Linked DNA regions of Mus musculus: all the other regions are linked to region 3. Evidence: chromatin contacts called from public HiChIP or PLAC-seq data. All regions are on one chromosome and are shown on one strand. Each heading gives the region's core, a stretch centred on a gene start, on an enhancer-like site or on the middle of the called end of the contact. The rest is flanking DNA. Distances are from core to core; before and after follow the strand shown.

Region 1 (4,131 bases), core at 155-2,654, 440 kb after region 3:
TGGGAGATCCACCCACTGTGGGCATTGCCATTCCCTAGCCAGGGATGTATGGAGAAAGGACTGGGCAACAGCAAGCATGCACTCACCGCTCTATTTCATTGCTGTGTTGTGCCGTGCCCAGCTCCCTCAAGTTGCTACCGCTGTGACTTCCCTGCATGGTGGACTGCAATCTCAAGTGCAGCGAGGAATAAACCCTTTTTCCCTTAAGTCACTTTTGTCGACATTCTTTTAGCACAGCAATAAAAAAAATTTAAGAAAGTCACTATCCAAGACATATAATAGTATGTGGGAGAAAGAATGACTAATGGCTGAGAGTGATTACATGAGTCACCTCTGACTCTTAGGTCAACATACACATGGCCGACAGGACCACCTCTGAGATGCCTGGCTGCTTTAATCTTTTACATCTTGCTATGTAAGAAACAAAAACATGGACCGGGGAGAGCAATTTCTTAATTTCTCGCTCTTGAATAGTTACTGTCTGTCGAGTCTTAGAAATAATAACCTACCTAACAGCACTCTGCGCCACACCAGGAGCAAAAGGTGACTGACCGTTCTCCATGACTTCTCTTGCTGAGTCCTGGCTCACTCTTAATCACTAGTTAACTAAATGTAGTCTCCAGGGATCATTTTTTTCTGACCTTTCGCAAGACAGAACCAGCGTGGGCAGATCCCAGGATGTGGCTTGTAAACTCCCTGACCTCACCGGCTTTTGGAAGACTCACCTGGGATCTGGCTCTCGTGAGGAACTGTGGGCACGCCTCCTGTGGCAATCAGGATGTGTGGAGCGGTAAACTTTTTCCCATTGACTTCCACCGTGGGCCGAGGACCATCTGCGAATGTTGCATAGCCGTGGATAATTTCTATGTGAGACTGCAGAAGGAACACAGATGTTAGCATATTCGTAAGACTCAAAAAGCCAACAAATGCCAAAAACTGCCAAGTTGGGAGTAGCAGTACCTTCCTAAAATCCAGCCCTTGGGAGCAGGAGGAAGCAGGATCAAGTACTTAGGGTCACCCCTGGCTACACAGCAAGTTCACTGGCAGTTTGAGCTAGAGGAAGCCCCTGTTTCAAAAGACATCTATTCTGCGCAATACATTAGTTCCTAATTTCTTCACCATTCTTAGACCTCATGACTGGTAACGGATACTCAGGAGAGCTCACTGCCAGTCAGTCGGAAGTGAATGACACGGAGAAATAATGGTGCTATCTTGGGTTAAAACCAAGTAAACAAAACCATGCCAGTCACTCCAAGGAAAAGGCAGTATTTTTGACTCCAAGGGTTGAAGGTAAAAGCCTTACTCACAAAAGACTAAAAAAAATTGGTATTCCAGAGAGGAGAGGAAGGAGGACAAGGGAGAAGCAAAGGGGAAGGAACAGACACCAGGGAACTACTCTGGCCAAGAGAGGAGATGCAGCCTTTTGCTGGAGCGATGGCTCAGAGGTTAAAGAGCACTGACTGCTCTCCCAGAGGTCCTGAGTTCAATTCCTAGCAATCACGTGGTGGCTCACAACCATCTTAATGGGATCCGATGCCCTCTTCTGGTGTGTCTGAAGGTAATGACGGTGTATTCATACACAAAACAATAAATCTTTGGTGGGAAGTTTACAAAACAAAAAACAAAACAAAAAGCAAAACAGAAAACTACAGTGATGCTCTACTGCGGAAATGAACAGTAATGCTTGACTTGCTCTCAGTGGAACCCCGTACCAGGGGTCACCGTGAGTGCAGCCAGCAAGCGTCAGCCAGCTGTGACCTATGTCCTGGCACGGAAAGGTGGACTGTGGAAAGCTAAAGGAGCCACGTAAGTTTGTTCACACAAAGGAATGAGTCAACATTTTTCAGCCTGTCTGGGGCTGAATTCTTTCCTCCCTCCCAATCTCCCTTCCAGGCCTGTTCCTGCAGGCACCTGGCTTAATTAACTGAATTTCACTTAATGCCAAACCCACAAGCACCCTGTTCTAACCCTTCTTAGGGGGCAGTGAGTTTGCCCTGGGAGAAAAAGGGCCAAGTGCTGTGAACACAGGTAACCAACCGTTCAGAGAAAGATCTGCACCACCTGGGGACAGAGCACCAAAGTTTGTTTTGCTGTAGAACCCTACCAGCCATAACATTATCCCCACAGGGTCAGTGCATGCTCCACATACAGTGAGACTAAGTTTTGCAAAATGCTCATTTCTCGATCATCTCCTAACCTCCAACAACTTTCCTGTCCTTTCTTTCTTAAGATTTACTTATTTTTTATGTGTGTGTGTGTGTGTGTTGTTGCATGCATGCATGTGCATCACACATGTGTATCACACATGTGCAGTGCCTGCAGAGGTCGGAGAGAGCAGAGGAACCCGGGACAAGAACCACCATTGTCAGTCACTGTGCAGGTGCCGGGAATTGAACCTGCGTCCTCCAGAAAAGCAGCCAGTGCTCTTAACTGTGAGCCATCTCTTGGGTCCATCTTTTTCTTAAAATTTAGTCAGCCCCACTAAAAAAATTTCAATAGGAGCTGGACATGGTGGTACAGGCCTTTAATCTCAGCTCTCAAGAGACAGAAGTAGGTAGATTTTTGTGAGTTCAAGGCCAGCCAGGGCTATCTATATTCTAAGACCTTATAAAGGGAAAAATTGCTGGAGAGATGGCTTAGTGGTTAATAGGGCTTACTGTTCTTCCAGAGGATCCAAATTTGGACTTTAGCACCTACGTCAGATGGCTCACAATTGCCTGTAACTGCATCTACATGCACACTCTCTCTCGCGCACACACACTCACACACAGACACACACACATGCACACACACTCGTACACACACACATTACATACACTCATGTGTGCTCACACACACATGTACATAAGAATAAGTCTTTAATTTAAAAAAGGTTTCAGGAGAAGGAGAGAGAACAAAAATATTTACTGTAGGCAAATACACCTTTGTCTAATTTTCTTTTTTTTCTTTTTGTCTAATTTTCTTGATAGGAATTTACTTACAAGATTACATTCCCGAGTCATTATGTGGACTGTAAGAAGCTGTTCTGATCAACACTGGATTTCTCAGCTCGTGCTCCTGGCTTTGCCAGCACCATGCTCTGTCAATCTGTCTCTCCTGGTTTTACTTTCTGATCTAACCAGAGGGACAGACCTACTCAAGATACACTTGTGAGCTGAGAGATGTTCCATGGACCCGGCATACACTCTCTATTTGTAGAAAAGAGACTGGCCTACTGGGTCAAAGGCCTACTGAATCAGTAAGGTCAGCTTCCAAATTATTTATAGAAATTATCAGACATATCCCGAGGCTACCCTTTTGTCTGGTCAGATCTGGTGGCTCCTCAGATGTCAAATGACTCTCCAGGTTTGGAGGCCAGCACACACACCTTGGTTAAATTATTTTGATAGATGGTGTTCAGGCGGCTCACATAGGCATCCCTTTTCTGCTTGATGACACTGTAAAGAGACGAAAGGCAGTTCTCAGAAACAGTATTTTCTTTCTTCACCCAGTAGCCTGGGCACCAGCCTCCAGCACTCCTGTCAGCTAAGAATGAAGTTTGCCACTGTCTCATGTCACCTGCTTCCCAGGTGCTGAGGTCTTGTTCCATCCTGAAGCATGCTCAGAGGGCATCTGCAATATCTATGCCTCTTTCAGTGCAGAAAATGAGATGGGTCAGGGACATGGCTCAGTAGGTAAAGACACATGCTATAATTGGATGTGGTGGCACATGCCTTTAATCCCAACACTTGGGAGGCAGAGGCAGGTGGATTTCTGAGTTCGAGGCCAGTCTGGTCTACAGCCAGAGCAGAGAAATGCTGTCTCAAAAAAAAAAAAAGTTTGAAATTCAAGCTTAGAACTGCACTTCAGTAGTAGTATGCTTTCATAGTATGTGCAAGGCCTTGGGTTCTGTTCCCAACAGAAAAACAGTTAAAAATAAAATTGAATATAAGAGGTTTTAAAAGGTAATGTAATGATTTGATATTTCTTCATGTCTACATAAATTAGAGTTGTCTACATGCATAGATATCTAGTCTTTGCTACACAGAGAAACCCTGTCTCAAAAAAATAAATAAATAAAAAATAAAAATAAAAACTCTTTGGGAAATTGATGGCTCTATTAGTTACTGCCAATTAGAGAGTTACACACAG
Region 2 (4,213 bases), core at 411-2,910, 510 kb before region 3:
GGCACTGTTCCAAGGCCACCAGAGCTGGCACTGTTACGTTCCCCCTCTCATTTCTAGACAGAAAACCAGCAGTGCTAAGAACTTATGTGATTGCCTGGGAACAAATGGGTAGGGAGCTCAGAGCTGAGATGCTGTGATTGTACGTAAGCCTTCTGATCAGCATGGTCTGACCCCCAGACTTGACTCTGAGCCCTATGCCTTACAAAACGTAAACAAACAGGCAAAACCCCCCAAACAGCCCCAAGTTTGGTTTTCTAGCATTAGTTCATTCAGTGCCCTTTGGTCTTGAGAGGCTGCCAACCTCTGAGCAGACTGTAGTCAAAGGCCAAGGCCTGACTCAGTTCCCCTGCATGGAAGTCTCAGGCAAGGAGCAAGCTACCCCATGAGCGAATTCTTATTTGCACAGAAGGGATTGGATTACAGGGTCATCTCGATGCCAGCCCATGCTTCCGGGCTCATTTGCATACAGAGAGAACTGTGTTCAGGTGTTTGCAAAGCCCAGTTGCCCGGTTCCTTGTTTTGTCATGCTTATTTATTTAATCCTTGCTGTAAAACTTGGATATGGGGGTGGAGCTAGGAGTCTGAGAAAATGGAAGGGATAGACAGGCCAGGGTGTTTCTTTGTAAGATACTTGAAAGCTGCCACTGTATTCCTGTGTATTCCTGAGAATGGACGAGAGGGAGGGAGGGAGGGAGGGAGGGAGGGAGGGAGGGAGGGAGGGAGGGAGGGAGAGAGAGAGAGAGAGAGAGAGAGAAAGAGAGAGAGAGATAGAGAGAGGAGCCTTAGCTATTTATCTTTGCAGGCGCTCCCCTCCCTGCCCCCAAGTCCAGCAGTTCAAATGAAACCGATTCATAGAAGACTCAGTAAAGACGTTGTTGTCTGCATCAAAGACCAAGAAACCTACAAACTTGACTGCTTGGCTTCTGCTAACTTCCATTCCTATTAGTGGTTTAGAGGTTTCAAAAAACAAAACAAGTCTTAGTTTGTTTAGACATACCAGTCATTCCAAAGACAGCCAAGGGCTGGGATCTCTACTGCTCTGAGCCCACCCCAGGGGAAGGATAAAAGTTATTCTATCTAGAAACAGAATTAGTAACAGGTTTATTTTCACATCAGGATTTTTTGCTCATAAACAAAACAAAACAAAACAAAACAAACAAAACAAAACAAAACCAAGAGGCTGTCAATCCTGCAAGATAGCTCAGAAGGTAAAGGTGCTTGTCTGTTCAAGAGTTCAGCTCCAGAAAACATGTAAAAATAGAAGCAGAGAGCTGACACAGCAATATGGTTCTGTGACCTACACACACACACACACACACACACACACACACACACACACACACACACACACACACACACACTTTAAAGAGGCTTTCAATTGTTTTAAATCCAGTGCCTACTCTTTAGGATTTGGGCATGTGGTACCTTCTTCTGCCATCTTGTAGATATGGCAGTGCCCAAAGGGGGCTTTGGAGTGTGGAATCCAGGGCGCTGAGATGCAAGATTCCAGAAATCTATATGCCTTCATTTCTTCCATTCACATTTGCCTAACCCCCCACCGTGACTCATCAGCTGAGAAAGCACCTCAACTTACCATGTCAATAAAGACTGTGGCCTTGTTTGCCAACACTCTGGTTTTCTCATCCCGTGACAGACCATCACTGGAAACCAACCATAAGGCCGGTTTTAGTATTACATGAAATAACACATGGCGAAGAACCTGGTCAGAGCCAGGCTCTGGGATCTGTCATCCCTTGGCCCTGCATTTAGAGTCAGACAAACTTGGAGTTCCTGTCTTCTATTTCCATCCTCTGTGACCCATTTGACTTGAGTTTCAGCTTCTCGCTTGAGTCCTACCTCCTCCTGGAGTCTTCTCTAGATGTCTGCCTTAAGAGCCCACATGCACTTTTGGGTTATCTTAGCATCTCAGTAACATAGTCCTGGTGGTCCCTGACCCGAGAATGAACACGCCTCTGTCCACTGGGGACTCTGGGCAAGTTACTTTACATCGAAGAAAGACTCAGTAGAGGATCTTTGAGTACACATTAGAAGAGCTAAGATACTTAGGGTTGTGTGTGTGCACGCAGAAATAAGTGATGGAGGTCAGAAAGGAGTGTCTAGCTTAACTGTGTCAGTAGGGCTGGAACTGGCTTTTGGTATCTGTAGATCCAGCTCCTATAGATTCTACCAACTCTGGGTCAGGCACTATAGAGTTCATACAATGGTAGGATCTGTGCAGACAGGTACACACCTTTATTTTTTGTCATCATCCCCTACGTAATACAGTAAAATAACTATTTTTTATTGGTTATTTTATTTATTTACATTTCAAATGTTGCCCTCCTTCTCCATTTCCCCTCAGCAACCCCCCTATCCCATCCCTCCTCCCCTCTCTATGAAGATGCTCTTCCCCCATTTTCTGCCTCACCATTCTAGCATCCCCCTATGCTGGGGCATCGAGCCTCCATAGGAGCAAACGCCTCCCCTCCCACTGATGCCAGATAAGACCATCCTCTGCTACATATGTAGCTGGAGCCATGGGTCCCTCCGTGTGCTCTCTTTGGTTGGTGGTTTAGTTCCTGGGAGCTTTGAGGTGTCTGGTTGGTTGATATTGTTATTCTTCCTGTGAGGTTGCACATCCCCTTCAGCTTCTTCAGTCCTTACCCTAACTCCTCCATTGGGTTCCCTGGGCTCAGTTCGATGGTTGGCTGTGAGTATCTGCATCTGTTTTTGTCAGATGCTGGCAGAGCCTCTCAGGGGACAGCTGTATGAGGCTCCAGTCAGCAAGCACTTCTTGGCATCAGCAATACTACTGGGGTTTGGTGTCTGCAGGTGGGATGGATCCCTAGGTGGGGCAGTCTCAGAATGGCCTTTCCTTCAGTCTCTGCTCTATTCTTTTTTTTTGTCTCTGCATTTCCTTTAGATAGGAACAATTCTGGGTTAAACTTCTTGACATGGGTGGGTGGACCTATTCTTTAACTGGGGGGGGGGCATACCTATCTACTGGAGATGGTCTCTACAGGTTCTGTCTCCCCAGTATAATAACTATTTACAAAGGATTATTTTGTATTAGGTATTGTGAGTAATCTAGAGATGATTTAAAGTATATGGAGGAAGTGTGTAGGCTCTGTGAAAATGCATGCCATTATATACAAAGGACTAAAACATCTGGGATTTGGGTATCTGTGGGATGTCCTGGAATCAATCTCCCTCCCCCACTTCCACCCTCTATACCAATACCAAGGCACGATTGTATGTCTGCTGGGAACCAGCCTAGTTATAGCAATTCGAGCTGGAGGGATACAGATCTTACAAGCAGTACTAGGATGGTATATTTGGACCTACAGTAAGATGGGTTCTGGAGAGACCTACCGCTGGCCAGTGAGACGGGGGGGGGGGTGTTTAGAGCTCTTTGGGAGAACAGCAAGCCAAGGATCACTCCCAGGGGTGAAAGGCATTCACAGGTGAGGAGATGACCAGACAGCAGAGTCCCCAAGTTCCTCATGTTCGGCAGCTGATTGCCCTGTGAGCAACAGCATATCCACAGGCTGGGGAGGCCCTGTGGAGTCTGTGGCTTCCTGTTCAGTGCAGAGGGCCAGGTGAGAGCAGCACTGGGGAGCTGCAGCTCTGTTACCTGCTGCATCTTGGGCTGCAGTTGCTGGGATATTGAAAAAAAAGGGGAAAAGAGGATTTAATATTTATTAAAGCTTTCGATACTGTCATACTCTGCTCCTCCTGGTCAAGGCTGTGCCCTCACCCCCCGGCTTGCTCTATTTAGGATTGGGATGGTTTGCTACAAATGGGAATTGCAGTAAGAGGTTGACTCCAGCTTGTTTTGAGAAACACTAATAGCAATAACACATGGCCTGCAAGTGTGTAAAGAGAGTTTTCAGTCAAAATGCTAAACGCTAAAGCTAAGGAGATAGCTATGTGTGTCGATTAGTCAGCTCGGCCACATTTGCATGTGGCTTCTAAAAGGAATCCACACCTCTTTGAGTTATTAAACCCAGTCACACTGACATCAGAAATAATGATGAGGATTTCACAGATGTTTGAAAAATGCCAAGAATGTTGTTTGATTTCGTCTTTTCTCCTTACTCCTTTCCTGACTTTTTTTTTTCCTTTTCCTTTCTGAATGTTAACTGCATATAGGTGCTATAGCCACACTTCCAGAAAAGTCACAGGGCTTTGATGCTGCCTTGCTCCCTTGCTA
Region 3 (3,990 bases), core at 473-2,972:
AGATGGCTCAGAGGTGAAGACAGGCACTGACTGCTCTTCTAGAGGTCATGAGTTCAATTCCCAGCAACCACATAGTGGCTCCCAACCATCTGTAATGAGATCTGATGCCCTCTTCTGGTGTGTCTGAAGAGAGTGACAATATACTCGCATACATAAAATAAATAAACCTTTTAAAAAATAAGAAGAAAAGAAAAAAAAAAGTATAAATGGGAGTTCCAAGATCTACTCTAAAGTCTAAGACAAACTCTGTGGGCTACAGACATATGAAGTGAAGAATCTTATCCTAAAGGCTTAGAACACAGTTTCAAAAGAATTGTGACAGGAAAGGCCCCCACAGGTTTAGGGAGATTGAGGAAGTAGATACAGGAAGCACTAGACAGGAAGACCAGAAAAGAACCTCCCCTGTCATACTGTATTTAAAACACTAACATGGAGGACCATAAAAGAAAAAAAAAAGTGTATTTAAAGTGCAAGAGAGCATCACCACACCACATCACCTGAACAGGTGTGTCCCTCTGAATGAAGGTAGGCTGTTCAGCTGAAACTTTAAACGTCTTGCAAGAGCTCACAATGATGTATTTCAAAGTCTGAAAGTACTCTGGTACTGCACCCACTAAACCTACGTGTTCTAGCTAAAGGAAAAATAAACACTTTCTACTGCAAAAACAGACTCAAAGCTGGGCAGTGGTGGCGCACGCCTTTGATCCCAGCACTCCGGAGGCAGAGACAGGTAGATTTCTGAGTTCGAGACCAGCCTGGTCTACAGAGTTAGTTCCAGGATAGCCAGGGCTATACAGAGAAACCCTGTCTCAAAAACCAAAAACAAACAAACAAACAAACAAACAAAACCAGACTCAAAGAACACATTACCACTAAGCCAGGTCTACAGAAGACCTGAAGGAATCTTTCAGATTGAAGAGAGAAACAAGTCCCTCTGAGAAATCATAAAAAAGAATAAACCACACTAGAAAAACTGTTAAAACAATACAACAACCACTATAAAAACCAGGAAAATGGCAGGAGCCATAACTCTGAGTAACCAAGGGTGACCTTGAATTTGTGATCCTTCCTGGGCTGGGTTTATGGGTGGGTTCTGCCATGGCCAGTTTCGTGTGACTCTCTGGAATGAACTCTGGACTTCATGCATGCTAAGCAAGCACTGTACCAACTGAGCCAACAGCCCCAACACACCCCCTTTAAGATATTTCTTGGTGTGACTAGAAATTGCTTAATTAAGAAACAGATTGTCCCGGATAACCAGGAGTGGGCCAGATTCAATCAGTTTAAAGGGTTCAGAGCAACACTGAAACTTCCCCCCTGAAAAGAAGAAATTCCACCTGTGGGTAGCAGCTTGGCCTTCCAAATGAAAAAGTCCCAGCTTGATCTACGGGTTTCGAACTTGCACAGCAGATCCCTAACTAATTCCTAACAAAACCCTCGTAATTCATATCTCCTGCTGGTTTTGCTTCTCAGAATGAATCCTTATTATGCCACCTGGGTCCTACGTAGCAGTAGTTGGGAGATGGAAAGACAGCTTGGTTTCTTCAAAGTTTAATAGCGTGAGATGACAAAGCCTCAGAAGAGCCAAGCACACACACATACACACGCATACGCGCGCACGCGCGCGCTTGTAAAGAGACGTTTAAAAACTGGATTTGATGTTCAAAAGAGATTTTGACAGGCTTAGGGAGGAAGTTAAACGTAGAGTGAACTTAACGATAAGGATCAGGGCTGATGGGGTTAGGATAGACTTGGTAAACACTGTCAAGTGGAAAAAACGACTTTCCAGGAGGCAGAAGCGAAGCAAGCCAAGCCAACCCCGAAAAGCAAACCATCCTCAGCACGCAAGCGCGAACCTGGAAAGCAGAAGGCGGGTCTCTCAGGCCCCGCCTCTCCCAGGCCGTGCCAGGCTCTGCAATCCCATGCAGAGATCATCGCTCTAGCCAGGCTGCAAAAATCGATCTCAGCTCTTCCTGAGACCCGGGCTTGACGATGGCGGAGAAGACGCAAAAGAGGTACGTGTTAACACCTCCGCAGGGGCAGAACCCGTTTCTGGTCGCGGCGTGGGGGCACTGAGACGGTGTATAGGTGGATGGCTCCATAATCCCATACCTGGCGTCCGTGGGGTGTGGGGGCGGAGAGGGTTTGTTCCGTGACCCCCACCCATCCCAGCACGCCTGCGCAGACTCCATTGGGGCTGCGTGGGGGACTCAGGGAGGCTGAGGGAGGTTGTGCGGGCGAGAAGGCTGCTCAGCGGTGGCTGCACCGTCGGCCCTGCCTCTGATCAGGAAGAGGGAGGCCTGGAAGAAGACACTGATGCTGTCATCCTTATGTCAGTGCCTGAGAGCCCAGGGCCGGCAACTATGGCTTTTCCTGTCACAGTCTTCACCAGTGAGAGCCGTTGGTGGAAAGAGACCGCATGGATAACAGAAAAGCATAGGGATTCATTTGCCGTTGCCTCCTTTGTCCTGGGATTAATGTCTTGAGATATACATATACATATACAGCTGTATGTATATGCATGTATCGGTGTTAAGGTGTGTGCGTGTGAATGTTGTCTCTCAAGCCAGAAGAGGGCGTGGATCGCCCCGGAAGCAAGCATTCAGTTATCACAGGACAAAGATCTAGAGAGACAGGGTGTTTCTGGGCAACTTTCGGCTCAGAATCGAGAATACTGGTGTCAGAACAGTGACGCCCCAGGAATAAACTTTGCTCTAAGAACTTTGTGGTATGCATTATCATTTGATGGTCTGTAGAAATTCTAGGGTTAGTGTCCTGATGAGTTCTAACTGTCAGCTTGAAACAACTTAGAGTCATCTGGGAAGAGGGAACCTCAATTGAAGGATCGTCCATGTCGGGGTGAGTGTCTTGATCTGTGATTGAGATGGGAAGGCCCATCCCACTGTGGGCAGAGCCATCTCCAGTCGGGTAGGCCTGGGCCATTTAAGAAAGCTACTTAGCAAGTGGGCCAGTAAGCAGTCATAGTTCCTGCCCTGAGCTCCCTGGGCATGGTGAGCAGGAAGTGTAAGGCGAATAAACCGTCTCCTCCCCACGCTGCATTTGGTCATGGTCTTTATCACAGCGACAGAAAGCAAGACAGAACAGTTAGAATACTGTTAAGAAATAAAATCCAAAGCTGTTTTGTTAAGCATTTAAAAGTATATGTGATTTTGGCCTAATAGGCTGTGTGCCACTTAAGAAGTTCATAATACATTAAACATTCTTACCACTGACTTGCTATTTTTCCATGAATCTCTTAAAACCTTTTTCTTAGCTACAGAGTCAGCATAGCTGTATTAAAAACTTTTTTTCATATTATTTTTTGGTGGTGTGAATGACACAGTCTCCTATAGGCTCATGTGTTTGAGTACTTAGACCCCAGTTGATGGTGCTGTTTAGAAAGATGCTCATGCACACTCGCACTTGTGAGTGCATGTGTATGTGTGTGTATGTTTGTTCTTGCTTGCACATGCATGTGTGTTTCAAGCTGTGGTGTCTCAGCTTCCTGGTTTTCTGCCACCTGCTGCCTGGCTCCTCACAATGATGGACTCTTATCCCTCTGGAATCTTAAGCCACAATAAATTGTTGCCTTCTACAAATTGCTCTGGTTACGGTGTTTCATTTCCACAACAGAAAAGGAATCCCTTCACATTGATTGATTGATGGATAATTGAATGTGTTTATATGCGTGAGAGTACACACATGCAGTAGTATACTTATGGATACTTATGGACACTTATGGAAATTGATTCTCTCCTTCCACCGTGTAAGACCCAGGGATTGAACTCAGGTGGGCAGACTTGGCAGCAAGCACCTTCCTTTATCAGCCCCTTTCTCCACTGAGCCATCTGGCTGGCCCCAGCATACCTTCTGTAACATATTTACATTTTAATTTTATTTCCATGGGTTCCAAGGCTCTGAATGGGTCACTGGGCTTAACACAGCAGGGCTTTATCCATGGAGCCCTCTCACCCACCGTCCATACTTTCA

Evidence for each region. HiChIP or PLAC-seq counts read pairs in DNA pulled down with a chosen protein or histone mark.
Region 1: an HNF4G HiChIP or PLAC-seq map of pancreatic cancer cells shows a contact between it and region 3. The contact joins the enhancer-like site here to the promoter of Dctn6 in region 3. A contact is called at or near these places in 3 of 39 promoter capture datasets (hematopoietic stem and progenitor cells, hippocampal neurons and liver), 1 of 115 datasets of contacts at active chromatin or transcription factors (pancreatic cancer cells) and 2 of 9 other capture datasets (adipose tissue and liver).
Region 2: a FOXA1 HiChIP or PLAC-seq map of pancreatic cancer cells shows a contact between it and region 3. The contact joins the enhancer-like site here to the promoter of Dctn6 in region 3. A contact is called at or near these places in 2 of 39 promoter capture datasets (the C10 cell line and liver), 2 of 115 datasets of contacts at active chromatin or transcription factors (pancreatic cancer cells and regulatory T cell precursor) and 1 of 9 other capture datasets (liver).

What each region holds. Positions count from the first base shown.
Region 1 is chr8:33,670,829-33,674,959 of GRCm38.p6, reverse strand. It overlaps Gsr (glutathione reductase), which reads right to left. Exons shown (of 13, transcript NM_010344.4): 4 at 3,368-3,437; 5 at 726-873. Among named protein-coding and RNA genes, the nearest start is that of Gm24727, 19 kb to the left of the region's middle. Within about 2 kb of position 1,404, at least 87 of the 459 cell types and tissues checked have an H3K27ac peak or open chromatin away from gene starts, as enhancers often do. A contact at or near this core is called in adipose tissue, hematopoietic stem and progenitor cells, liver and 1 more, where this site is marked.
Region 2 is chr8:34,614,533-34,618,745 of GRCm38.p6, reverse strand. The region is part of intron 2 of B930018H19Rik (RIKEN cDNA B930018H19 gene); the gene reads left to right. All of the region lies in intron 2 of Gm34096 (a long non-coding RNA gene), which reads right to left. Among named protein-coding and RNA genes, the nearest start is that of Gm34096, 9.9 kb to the right of the region's middle. Within about 2 kb of position 1,660, at least 28 of the 459 cell types and tissues checked have an H3K27ac peak or open chromatin away from gene starts, as enhancers often do. A contact at or near this core is called in pancreatic cancer cells, where this site is marked.
Region 3 is chr8:34,106,444-34,110,433 of GRCm38.p6, reverse strand. It overlaps Dctn6 (dynactin 6), which reads left to right and starts at 1,722. Exons shown (of 7, transcript NM_011722.4): 1 at 1,722-2,015. The coding sequence starts at 1,993. It also overlaps a transcript of Mboat4 not described here.